Regions from separate parts of the Ovis canadensis genome. Here region 2 is linked to region 1. Evidence: chromatin contacts called from public Hi-C data. All regions are on one chromosome and are shown on one strand. The core of a region is the stretch at or near the end of the contact, and the rest is flanking DNA. Distances in the headings are between cores, read along the strand shown. Region 1 overlaps SAE1 (SUMO1 activating enzyme subunit 1). Region 2 has its middle 6.9 kb from the start of BBC3.

Evidence for each region. Hi-C and Micro-C count contacts between places; a contact is called where the count stands out from the background.
Region 2: a contact with region 1 is called in a Hi-C map of fibroblasts, with 4 times the contacts expected there. The contact joins two enhancer-like sites. A contact is called at or near these places in 2 of 2 Hi-C or Micro-C datasets (fibroblasts and lung).

The regions. Positions count from the first base shown.
Region 1 is chr14:67,249,243-67,256,017 of ARS-UI_OviCan_v2, reverse strand. All of the region lies in intron 5 of SAE1 (SUMO1 activating enzyme subunit 1), which reads right to left. Among named protein-coding and RNA genes, the nearest start is that of SAE1, 25 kb to the right of the region's middle. Within about 2 kb of position 2,772, the one cell type or tissue checked has open chromatin away from gene starts, as enhancers often do. A contact at or near this core is called in fibroblasts, where this site is marked.
Region 2 is chr14:67,305,723-67,312,335 of ARS-UI_OviCan_v2, reverse strand. No RefSeq gene overlaps it. Among named protein-coding and RNA genes, the nearest start is that of BBC3, 6.9 kb to the right of the region's middle. Within about 2 kb of position 1,670, the one cell type or tissue checked has open chromatin away from gene starts, as enhancers often do. A contact at or near this core is called in fibroblasts, where this site is marked.

The DNA.
Region 1 (6,775 bases), core at 1,523-4,022:
ACAACCCGAGACAGTTTTCACACTCGGCAGAGTGGCAAAAGAGCCCCAAGTTACCAAATGTTACTGTTACATGCTGCTGGGTTGGAATGTAAATAGAGAAAATGCCTTAAGACTTCCTTTTTTAGAGGCTGGTGAAGCTGAAGGTGTGCACACTCTAATTCTCCTGTGCCCTAGAGAAATCACACACCCACCCAAAGAGATCATCTAGGCACGCACGTGACACTGACTGCAACACAATTTGTAACGGCAAAAACTTACATAGCTAAATGCCTATTAACAGGAGAATAAATAGTAATGTTTTCACACAACAAATACTCTGTGGTCAAAACAAATAAACAAAAAACCCACCGATAAAACTGTCTTGCAATGACTGTTGTCCAGGAGAACTTGCAATGATGACAAGAACACTCTGTATATGGGTGCTTTGCAATATGGATGCCACAGGCCGTGTGTGGTTACTGAGCATGTGAAATGTGGCTAGTGAGACTGCAGAACTGAATTTTTAAATTAAATTTTATTAATTTTAATTTGAATGGCCACACGCGGCTGGTGGCTACCGTAATGGACAGCAAAGCTCCAGACCTACACACAAACACAGATGGCCTCACAAAGCTGCTCTTAAAAAGCATGTGGAATGGAGGAGGAAATGGCAACCCACTCCAGTATTCTTGCCTGGAGAATCCCGTGGACAGGGGAGCCTGGCAGACTACAGTCCATGGGGTCTCAAAGAGCTGGACATGACTTAGCAACTACACAGATATAGGAGAGACAGAAGTGTGATGGGACAAATTATGTGTATGGGATTAAGAGATGAAAAACTCCTATTTATAAAACAGCAGCAAGTTTATATTGTATCAGATAAAGAATTACAGCCATTATTGTATAATAACATTTGGTAGAGTATAACATGTAAAATACTGAATCACTGTGCTGTATACCTGAAACTAGTATAATATTGTAAATCTACTGCAATTAAAAATAAAAAATTTAAAAAATAAAAGGTGAATTTCCCACGGAGAATTGTTAAGATTGTATTTTCTGGATGGTACAAGCCACCAGACATTTAATAAAGGGAGTATCTATGAACAACAACAACAAAAAAGCATGTGAAACCAATTTTTAAGAAATTAAAAAGCATGCCAAACAATTCTGTATTGCTTGGAAACATAGTCGAGAGCAGGAAGAAGAAATGCATGGGAATGAGAAACATGACTGAGGACAGCGGTTACTCATGTGGGCGAGGGGCATCCAAGTGGCCGCAACCACCCAATAGTGTTTTCTGCTTTAAACGGGGTGGTGGTTTCATGGTGGTTTCGCTCTACATTCTTAATTTCTACCCTACAACATCACCTAGTAAGCGTTATTCCATTGTTGAGATTACAAACACATGATGAAACACCATGCCAAGCCGGCCTATATCCACTCTCTGGATACCTTAGTAAACCCTCACCAATGTGCCAGCAGACCTGAGGAGACAGAGAAAGAACACGCAGATCGGTACAAGCGTCCTGGAGACCTTCCGCTTATTAAGGTGGACAGTGTTTGCTTGAGCGTTGTGTTTTATGACTTGCACTGATGTCACATGATTTTTGTGTCTCAAATATCACACACACACACACTGCTGTGATGCTGGCAGGGACTTCTATTCCTCATCCATAGAACCGAGAAACTTCTCTCCGATGAGACAAGGCACGAGCAGCACCCGCTCCAAAACTCTTCTACCTGGGAAACCTGCCATCAACTTCCCATCAAATCCTCTGCAATGTACACCCTGCCCCCTCCCTGCCTGCCCCCAACCACAAACATACCAAGTCACTCTGAGAGGGAGTTTTGAACCTCTCTGGCCTGCAGGTTCTGGTCCAGGCAACAACTCAATAACAGACTTCTACACAGTCTTCACCAAGAACCTCGTCTTCTTTAAAAGTCTGTTCTCAGCTCAGTTCAAATAACCTCAACTATGAGAACTAACATACTACAACACTAATCAATTTATTCAATCACAAAGAAAGTTAAATCCTTTCTAACTGATGAACAAATCCTTTTTACAACAACAATAATCTCCCAAGTTGGGTCATCTTATGCTTCCTGTACACTGAACACACGTCCTGAACACGCATGTGTGGGCCCTGCACTAGGAACACAGCTGGGAACCAAACTCCCCAGCCCAGGCCGAATGGAGTTTGCGTGAACGAGGGAGGCACTGCCAAGTCATCTGAGGGGCAACGGGTGCTGCCATCAACGTGCCAGAGGAGAGGCAGAGCCACTAGCCAGCCACCAGGAATGTTGCTGTAAAGATGGGGCTGAGAGGAGGATGCGAGTTGTCAACAAATAAATGGCTCAGAAAGGAGAAATCAAAGCAATGAATCACTCTTCAACTGTGGAATTTCACAACTAATTCATGAAAAAGGGACTTCCAGGGCCAAAATTAGTCACCCACTACTTCAGAAGGGGTAAAATTAAGTCTATTTCTTAGCATGTCAGAAGCAAATCTTTATGTTTAATCTTTAAAAAGCTGTCACAGAGAGTATCCACCCCCAAGAATCTATCCACTCCTGTCCGGCAGCCCCCTAACAATGCAGAAACAGGGGCAGCAACATGGGAGCACACTGGCGGTCATTCATCCTGAAAGTTTTCAGAAGTGACCCTGATCTTCACATACTTCAGCCTGGCATCCTCACCCAACTTCAAGTCATCCTGGAAACCCCAAGGGGCTGCGCCTTGTGGTGATAAAGCGCCCCTGCACCCTCGGCCACCGCCCGTGTTCTCCCCTCCCTGTGTCAGCCTCTCAGTCATGACTGACTCATTGTGACCCCATGGACTGTAGCCGCCAGGCTCCTCTGTCTATGGGAGTCTCCAGGCAAGAATACTGGAGTGAGTTGCCATTCCCTTCTCCAGGGGGTCTTCTTGACCCAGGAATCGAACTCAGGTCTCCTGCAGTGTAGGCAGATTCTTTACCATCTGAGCCACCAGGGAAGCCCACCCAGTCCTTCCTCTGACACAGCTGTGTGATCTCAGGCAGGTCCCTTAACTTCTCCGGGCTTCAGGGTCTGCTGTAAATGGAGATAAGACAACTAACGTACTTCCCTGCACCCGATGCAGTGCCTTGTACACAGTAGGCATTTTGCAACTCACAGATACAGAAAGAACTGGCTGTTTGGAGCCAGGAAGTCAGAGTCGTTCTGTCTCAACATCTGAGCTTTTTCTTGACCCTGTTTCCTGTGACTGGCTGCTGATCCTGGCTTGGGTACTTGCAAGACTGTTCTTCACATTTCAACTCTAACAACTCTTCCTCAGGGAAACCTTTCCAGACACTTCCTCATCATAAAACCGCTGCCATCTCCTTTACGTGCTGTATATGGTACCCACTTCATGCCTGTGCCCAAGACCTGTTTCTGGGGAAATCTCTCTGATGACTCCTCCTGGGCACCAAAGGAAGCACACAGTGTCCTGAGCACCAGTCTCTGGGCTGGGCATCTGCCCGCCACTGTAGTTCTCACCTTCGCACAGGTGCTAGAAAGGCCTGGCCAAGCATCTTCCTAGACGGTGTGAAAACCACAGCTCTGTTTTTCCTCTTTGTTTTTTAACGTTTCTAATTTCGGAGCACAATGTGTACCTTCAAGCACAAGTGGGTGTACAACATAGGGTTGAACCTAAGGAAAGGGGGGAGGGGAAGGGAACCCTCACCAGAAGCCTTTCACAGGAAACAGGAAGTGGCTGCTTCCCCACCCCCATCCTGCAAGGCTGAGAGCATAGCCCAACTAGTTGAAAGGGCAGAATCTAAACCCAGGGATTTTTGAATTGGAGGAAAACTTCGGAACTGTGGAGCAGTCACTGCCAAAATGGAGACGGCACATTCTCGCAAGGTGGCCGAGCCCCGGCCTGGCCCCAGCCTTCTGCAGCTCCCGGGGCAGCCACACAAAGACAAGGTTTGGAATCCCGGAGATTGTCATGAGGAATGCCCTGCATGCCTCACGACCTTCACGGCTCAGGGCTGGAATCCAAGCCTGAATTGTCCCCGTGAAACAGCTGACTAACAATGTCAGCTGGGGAATATTTTGATACCTTCAAATTGGGCCCTGTGGAGGAAGAGGCTACACAAAGAACTGTGTGCCTGAAGAGCCCGCAGAATGGTACGCAGAGGCCACCCAGGGTCTGCCAGGCTGCCCACATTCTCCTCATAGCTCGCTAAAGTGGCTCCCAAAAGAGGTTTCCAGATTCGCCCCAGTGGGCACCAGCAGACTGACTCCCAGGAAACTTCCCGCTGTGCAGGGCTCACAAAGCTAGGGCTCTCTCTATTTGAATGTGAAAGGCCCGCCTCAATCAGAGAAGGCCCTTAAGCCATAAAACCCTTCACACCAAGGCCAAGTGTCACACTTGTAAGAGGGTGTGATTTATAAATTGACAGCACCCACAAAGCTGCTTTTGTCCTCCTCCCTTAGTTAACAATTTATCTCCCCCAACCAAACTCACGGAGCCATTCAGATAAAGCTTGACTGGGCCTCAAGAAGAAAGAAAGAAAGGAAGAAAGAAAAAGACGCAAGTTTTGGCCAAAACACTAATGTTCACTCTGGATAATTATGGTCCTGTGAATAGACACTAAAATTAGGGCTTAATAATTCCTCTGTATCGCACTCACAGCATCGAACTATTCCAACACAAACATAAAAAGCAGGAGAAAGAAAATCTCCAATGCAGCCTTGCTGGAAACTCAAGAGTTCCACTTCTGTGGTTTTCTGCAGTCTCTTTTGTGGTTTCTGCACTCTTAGAATCCCCCCTTTAGAGCAATTTTAACTCAACGCCCTGACCAGCTGGTTTTTTTTCTCAACGTTTAAATCTACAAAGTAAAGAGTAAACATGGGCTTGGCCATGTCTTTCCTCTTGGTTTAACAAAACCAATTCTGGCCACTTGGATTTGTTTTCCTCATCGCATGAATTCCCTTCTCAAATTCCAACACTAGCTATGAAACCATCATCTATCTACTGATTCCTGTTCCACTCTTTCTTATATAAAATGAATTATAGTACCAATCCTAACATAAACTACGTTAAAAAAAAAATATATATATATATACACACACCTGAGAACACTTGTCAATATCAAGACCTTTCTTCTTAAAAGGTTATTTGGTGGGGAAAAAAACAAAAACTTTATTTTAAAAAAGCAATAAGCAATTCAAGTTTAAACTGTCTCCCTGCCCATTAAGGAGCCTACTAAATTGTCTACCAATTTGAAAACAAAAAAATCTGTACAAGAGTAATGGCTTGTGCTCAACAACAGTCTTCTTTATGCTACTCCATACACCAAAGGTTCAAACTGCTGGCCCGCAGAGCAGGTAAGTGAGGAGGCACACGTTCTCTTTAGTCTCTACACGGTGCAAGGGAACAGCATGCAAAAAGGCTGCTGGCATTAACAAGTCTGAGACAGAGCATATGAAAAAAATCTACATTTCTCACTCTCTTGAAAAATCACATCTGGGCATCACTAGGTTCACATTTTCTCCAGAAAAACATCTACTTCTTCTTCATTGACTACACTAAACCCTTTGATTGTGTAGATCACAACGAACTGTGGAAAATTCTTAAAGAGATGGCAATACCAGGCCACCTTACCTGACCCTGAGAGAAGCAACAACTAGAACCAGACATGGAACAACAGACTGGCTCCAAATTGGGAAAGGAGTACGTCAAGGCTGTATATTGTCACCCTGCTTATTCAGCTGATACGCAGAGTACACCATGTGAAATACCAGGCTGGATGACTCACAAGCTGGAATCAAGATTGCCAGGAGAAATATGAACAGCCTCAATTATGTAGATGATACCACTCTAATGGCAGAAAGCGAAGAGGAACTAAAGAGCCTCTTGAGACTGAAAGAGGAGAGTGACAAAGCTGGCTTAAAACTCAACATTCAATGAACTAGATCATGGCATCTGGTCCCATCACTTCACGGCAAATAGATGGGGAAAAAGCAGCAACAGTGACAGATTTTAATTTCTCGGGCTCCAAAATCACTGCAGACAATGATGGCAGCCATGAAATTAAAAGATGCTTGCTCCTTGGAAGAAAAGTTATGACCAACCCAGACAGCATATTAAAAATCAGAGACATCACTTTGTCTACAAACGTCCATATAGCCAAAGCTACGGTTTCTCCAACAGTCATGTAGAGTTTGACTACAGAGAAGGTTGAGCACTAAAGAACTGATGCTTTCAAACTGGTGTTAGAGAAGACTCTTGAGAGTCGCTTGGACTGCAAGATCAAACCAGTCAATCCTAAAGGAAATCAACCCTGAGCATTCACTGGAAGGACTGATGCTGAAGCTCCAATAATTTGGCCACCTGATGTGAAGAGCTGACTCACTGGAAAAGACCCTGATGCTGAGAAAGATTGAGGGCAGGAGAAGAGGGCCACAGAGGATGAGATGGTTGAATGCCATCACCAACTCAATGGACATGAGCCTGGGAAAACTCTGAGAGATAGTGAAGGACAGGGAAGCCTGGTGTGCTGCAGTCCATGTGGTCGCAAAGACTCAGACATGACTTAGCTACTGAACACGCAACCTCATGGTAACAGCTAGCTGGCACTAAGCATATCTGCCCCCCTTTAAAGGGGATAAGCGCTGGTCCACTCTGTCCGGACTCCTCCCTTCAGGACTACATGTTTCCTTTCCTGGTTATGGCCTGGAGCCTACAGGATCCTAGGGCTTTTTGACTTAACACTCCCCACCTCACCATCCATTCTTGCCTGGGAAATCCCGTGGACAGAGGAGCCTGG
Region 2 (6,613 bases), core at 421-2,920, 57 kb before region 1:
GTAATTATTAGTTGTGCTTAGACAAGATACTTAATCTTTCTTGCCTCGGTTTCCGCTTATGTAAAATGGTGCTAATGATGGGAGGCTGTGAGGATTAAATAAGATTATACAGTTAAAGTGCTGAGAACGGTTCCAGACACACACTCTATGTGTAGGCTATTGTTGTTATTATCCATCAAATCCACACACAGCTACTGAGCAAATCATGTAGATTCCACTTTCAAAGTAAAATCTCAGTAAATCCAGAATACTACACTGGCCCCCTCCACCTCTGGCTTCTCAGGATGGTCAGAAGGGTTTAACCAGGACGGGTGCGTAAAGCGGTGAGTTGTCACAGAATTTGGCAGTAGGTGCACAGAATGTGGGAATCGCCATTATTACGATTATTATTATCATCATCATCCTGGCCTTTTTATCCTTCCAGCTGCTCAGGACAAAACCCTCTAAATTCCTCTTTCCCACACATCCACACCCAATGCCTCGGCCAATCCCATCGGCTCCACGTTCAGCCTGACTCCACAGTACCCACTCGGGTCCAGTCTCCACCATCCCAACCTGTGCTATTACAATCGCATCCTCCCGGGGCTCTCGGCTCGCTCCGCCCACAACCCGACAATCTGTTTCCCACTTGGCCGCCAGGGGGCGCCTTAAGAACGAAGTCAGCTCACCTCCCCGTCTCTGCTGGGAACTCTCCAGTGGCTGCCACCTGACGCCGAGTAAAAAGTAAAGTCCTCAGCACGATCTAATCTTGTATGGACTTCACCCTCTCTCTTTCCTCACGCCCTTCCAGCCCCACAGCGCTCCTGTCTCCTCTGGACATGTCCACTCTTGCCTTAGGACCTTTGTACCTGCCTTTCCCTCTGTAGGGGCACCTCCTTTGGGCTCTTCCTCCAGTATCACTTTCTCTGGAAGATCTTTCCTGCTCACCGTGGTGATTAAGACCACTCTCAACACTCTCGGTCCACCTTCCCTGCTTCTTTTATCTACTTTGAGACTCATTTTGTATTGTTAATTTTATTATCCATTGCCTATCTCCTCCAAACTAGAGTATCAGCCCCAGGAAGGCAGAGATTTTTGTCTGTTTTCTTCACTTCTGCGTCCCCAGCGCCTGTAACAGTGCTTGGCATAGACCTTCCAACGTAGGGGGTGGGTTCTGTCCCTGGTCGGGGAGCCAGGAGCCCACATGCCTGGCAGCCAAGAGTCAAGATATAAAACAGAAGCAATACTGTAGCAAATTCAATAAAGACTTTAAAAATGATCCACATCAAAAAAAATCTTAAAAACGAAAAGAAGAAGAAATGACCGCAGACATCTGGGTGATTACTAGCATTCCCTTCTCACATGTGAACCTCTAAAGGGCTCTATTCATCAGATATGTAACCCAGGCGGCTGACCTCAAGGCTCTGACCTCAGTTTCCCAGTTGTAAATGGGATAGAAAATTGCCTCTGTCTCATGGGGTTGCTGTGAGGATGAAATGGATTCCTATTTGCCGCACTCGCACTCGTGAGCTGGTGACATCGTGAACTGCAAAGGTTGGGTTTTTACGCCGGAGCTTGCGCTTCCTCCTTTCGCCGCTCGGAGGCAGCAGGCGCCCAGCGGATTCACCGGCTCGGCCAGCGCGGGATGAGGAACGGGGGCAACTCCGGCGGAGGAAGCTGATGAAATCCAAGCCAACTTGCAGTGAGCTCATCCGCCCGGGCGCCTCCGGAAGCCACGGGGCCTCCGGGGCTCCGGCTGGCCCGAGCGATAAAACTCCAGTGCTGAACCAGGGAGGGAAGTCCTTCCTGAAGTCTGCCCTGCGTGGGGCCTGCTGGCTGAAGCCTGGGTTTGCGGGGAGGGGCGAGGGTGAAGTAGCGAATGGTCGGTCCCCCGGCTGCCTCCGCAGAATGAAAAGTGAATTCTGAGCTTGACTGTGGGAGTGAGAGAGAAAGGGGACGGGGAAGGGAAGGAGGCAGAGCCAAGACGTGGGAAGACGCAAAGATGGGGAGACTGAGGCAGAGGAGGGGGAGACAGAGAGAGCCCGAGAAAGTCTTAGGAGGGACAGAGACAGGAAGAGAGAGTTGGGGAGAGAGAGAGATCAAGGAGAGACAGAGGTGGGAGGCGGGAGACAGAGACAAAAAGAGAAAGAGACAAACGAGGACACACACATAGGGAGAAACAAGCGGGGACGACAGAGGCGGAGAGAGTCCTAGCGAGTGGCCGAGATGGGGAAGGAGAGGGAGATGGAGTCAGGGCTGCAGAGATCGAGGTGAGTTTGGGGAGCGGTGGGGTGAGGGCGATCTGGGAGGGGCACTCGGGGTTAGGGTCGCCTGTAGGGGCGAGCCCTGCGGGATATAGGCGGGGCCCCTCCCTACCCCCTCATCCCCACTGTGGCGGCGGCGGCGGCCGCGGCCGAGTTACGAGTTACCAAGTTACCGCAGGATTCGGAAGCTTCTCACTGGCGAGGCCGCAGCCAATCAGAGAGCAGCGTCGCTGTTCTCGGGCAGGAGGCCTGGAGATGCACCTTCCCCCGACACCCAGCGAAGCACGCGGCCACACAATCACAGTGGCTCACACACTTACCCTGTCCCAGGGACACGCAGCATCGCCTGCCCCCCATACGCACACGATCGCAGCGACACACATCGTGTCGTACACACGCGGCCCCAGGAACACGCAGAGACACACAGCATCGCAGACGCACAAAATCTCAGGGACACAGTCGCAGTTCCGGGACACACAGCACTGCCGAGACCCACAATCACCATGACACACAACATTACCCTAACACACAACCACACTGAAACCCAGTGTTGCCCAGACCCATGCATTCTGCATGTCTTAGACCCTAGAACACACAATATAAGTGGCACACACAATGCCAGTGGTCATGGCACACACATTATCGCAGTGATACACACAATCACAACAATGACTCATTCAATCACAGTGACACAAGACTGCACAGACACACAACCTTATTAACAAAGGCACAGTCTCATGGACACACATCACACTGACAAACACAATCACAACAACACACATAATCAGAAGGACACACAGCACTGCACTGATGTACATACACTCAGTAACACAGTCCCACAGACTCACAACATTTCCAATACAATGACAAGAGTATCCTGCTATACACAGCGTTGTCCAAACACACATTAGCAGTGACAGGCACGCACATTTTCCCCTTGACACGCAGCAAAGCACTCAGGCACACACTATCACAGTGACACACAACGTACCACACAAAATCTCACAATTCCACTGAGGCACAGAGTGGCCTAGATAATCCCAAGAATGTGAAGTTTTGTGCACACACACTTACAACGATGATGGTACACACACACAATTCCAGGATCACACAGCATTGCAGACACAATCATAGTGATGCAACCACACAGTTGCACCGTTGCATACAACCACAGCATGTCCACAAACATTTCTGCTAATGCACAACAGCACTCCAATGCGTATCCAATCCCGCTGTCACAAACACAACCACAGCGACATACATCACCTCATCTATGCACACCAGGAAGTTGCACAAAACAGCACATGAACACAAACACATAGATACACCATCACACTCACACACAGCATGCCCAAATATCATACAAATAGCACACTGACACACAATGACAGAGTCAGAGCCACCCCGTGGGACAAATGCCATCACACAACATCATCCCTGTGACACACACCATCAGCTGATACAGGACAGTACACTGACACAGTTCCACACCGCAACTTTACACAAACACAGCTCAGATAAGTCAACCCCTGGACACGCAGCACAGTAGCCCAGCAGACTGACAGGGAACTCTCCAGGACACAAACCACGCAGTCACACAAACACACAGTCTCACACACGCACTCATCCCTGCCCTTGCCCCAATAGGATATGTGTGATGTGGGATGCTTGGGGGGAGGGGAAATGCTAAGTGGGCTTGTGTATGTATGTGTGCTTGTGTGCGTGTGTGTGTGCGTGTGTGTGTGTGTGTGTGCTTATGCCTCCCTCTCCTGGCCCTTCCCCTGGGGCGGGGCCGTGCGGCAGCCGCTGTTACCGGGTAAACTTCCCCGCCCCCCCCAGCGCGGCCATTAGTCACCCCCCTCCCAGGATGATGTCATCGCCTCATTCTGGAGGCTGAGTAATCCTCGACTCCACCCCCCCACACCCCAGGTACCAGGGTAGGGGCGGGCCGCACCTGGACTCAACCCGCGTCTGGAGCTGGGGGCTTGGCTGCCTGGGTCTCCTGGGGGTGAGGACTGAGGAATCTGAGCCTCTCTGGAGTAGCCTGGGCGCTCACATCAGGGTCCCTTGGGGCTGCAGGCTCGCGGTCCCGGATCCCTGGTGGCCAACTAAGAGCACTGGGAGCCAGGATCTACCAGACCTAGGGTCCTGGGCATCCCAGGGCCCCAGGACTTGGAAGGGACCCCCTGCACACTGTGAGGGGCTGGGTCACCTCGCCAGGTGACTGGAGGAGGGGAGGCTCTGTGACACTTGGGGCTTCACTCCTGGGTTCCCGGCATGTGGGTGGTGGGGGGAGGGGGGAGGTTGAGTGCCAGGGAGCAGAGGGCGTGGCTGTGGGGTCAGATGCCTGCGACCTGGTAGATCAACAAGCTAGACCCTGGGGAAAATGACTCGGAGGGGAGGCGAGCTCGCTCGCAGCCTACCCCTTGGGGCTGGGTAGGTGGTAGTCTGGATGAACTGGACACCTGAGGGTCTGGTAACTGGTGTATCTGTGGGGTCTCCCAGAATCAGTATGGTGAGGCGCCAGGATGCCCACGGACTCTGAGACATCTCGTTGCCTGAGGGCCCAAAGACCAGAGTCTCTGCTTCCTGTGGGGGTGGGGAGCTCAGTTCTAACTTTCTCAGAAGCCGACCTGCCTGGGTTCCCTCTGGGGGCAGCCTGAATGCTTCTTTCCAGGGACTGGGAAACTAGCATCCCTTGGTGGGGGGTTCATATGCTCGTTGTCACAGGACAGGGCATGCCTGAGTCCTTTGAGGAGAAGGGGAGACCCCTATTTTTATGGGATCTTTTTCTGGGAGAGATTCCCCAGCCCCTGTGTTTTTTTAAAGTCAAGATGCCTAAATCCTGTTTGGGGAGGGTCTGAGGTGGGGGGGGGGGGGCATGTGCAGACAACCAGCTCCTATCTTTGCGGAGTCAGGATGCCCAGGTCTCCCTCTGAGAAGGGGAGGCTTGCTAGCTGTTTCCACAAGGCCGACTCCAGCGTGCCGTCCTGGGGAGGGACGGGATGCGCGGCCCCTATTTCCAGCCCATCCTAAGTGCCCATCCTCGTCAGGGAGTGCGAGTTACGGTGAGGGCCGGGGGGGGGGGGGGGCGGGGAGGTGGGGGCGGCAGTGCCCAGCCCGGGCCTCACCCCAGCCGGCCGCAGGCTTGCAGGCAGTGAGCCCGGCAGCTCCCTGGGGCCCGCCTCCCCGCCCCCCGCGCCGAGGGCTCCCCAAGATCCGGGCGGGCGGGCAGGCGCGGCGGCGGCCAATGAGCGCGCTCGCCGTCTCCGGGAGCCGGGCCGGCTCTGCCCGCCTGGCATTGGGCACGCGGTGGGCAGCGGCGGGCGGGGCCTGGGGGGTCCTCGCGCCTGGTTGGGCCAGGCTTGTTGCTGGGTAACGGGGCGGCGAGTTTCCCCTGGCAACGGCGGCGGGTACCGCTCACTGGCTGGCCGGGAAGGAGGGGGGGCGCGGGCGCGGGCAGGCCCCGCAGACCCCAGCAACAGCGCGCGGCCCCCGCCCCGCCGGGGAGCGGTAACCTTCACACGCGCCGGCCGCTCGGACCCTGCGGACACCGGCGCCCCCGCCCAGCCCCCACCCGGCTCCAGTCCAGCCCCGGGGCCTGAGAGGCCGGCCGCACCGAGGGGACCCGGGAGGCCCCCCTCCCCACCGCGGAAAGCCAGGACTCACAGCCTGCTCTGAAAAGTTAAGTCCTTTCCAACTCCCTCTCCGGTGCTGAGAAATCTACTTCCCTGGAACGGCATTCAAGATACCGGGGCAGGTTGCGGGTCCTCAGTAAATTAGCTGGGACGTTGTTTTTCTTCACCCAGCACTTCGCATGGAGCCCAGCACTGCCCGATACGATACTGTCCTACCTGCGTTACAAATCGGAATTCATTGATTAATCTTCACATTGAAGTTGGGGTCCTATGGCGATCGTCTTTGTACACGTGGGGAAACTGAGGCGCAGAAGGAGGAAGCTACTTCCTCAAGGTCATCGTTTGAACCTAGGCAGCCTGGCTCCAAAATCTGGATGGTGTATATCTTCACTGTGTTGACTGTCCCTTTGAAAGGCATTAATAGTCCAAATGAGGGACCTCCCGGGTGGCTCAGTGGCTGACTCTGCACTCCCAAGGCAGGAAGCCCAGGTTCTATCCCTGGTCTGGTCGGGGTGCTAGGTCTCACATGCTACATCTAAAGACCCAGTGCAGCCAAATAAAGAAAATATTCAAAATGAGAAACTGTGCCAGCCAGTGAAACACACTAATGGCTGGCCCACAGGCCGGACTTGAAACCCCTGCCCCAACCTGAGGGTCTTAGCTGGAAGACCTTCTCTGGATTCTCAGAGAATCAATAGCTCCCCCACACAGAGAAATGATGTGTGAAGGACC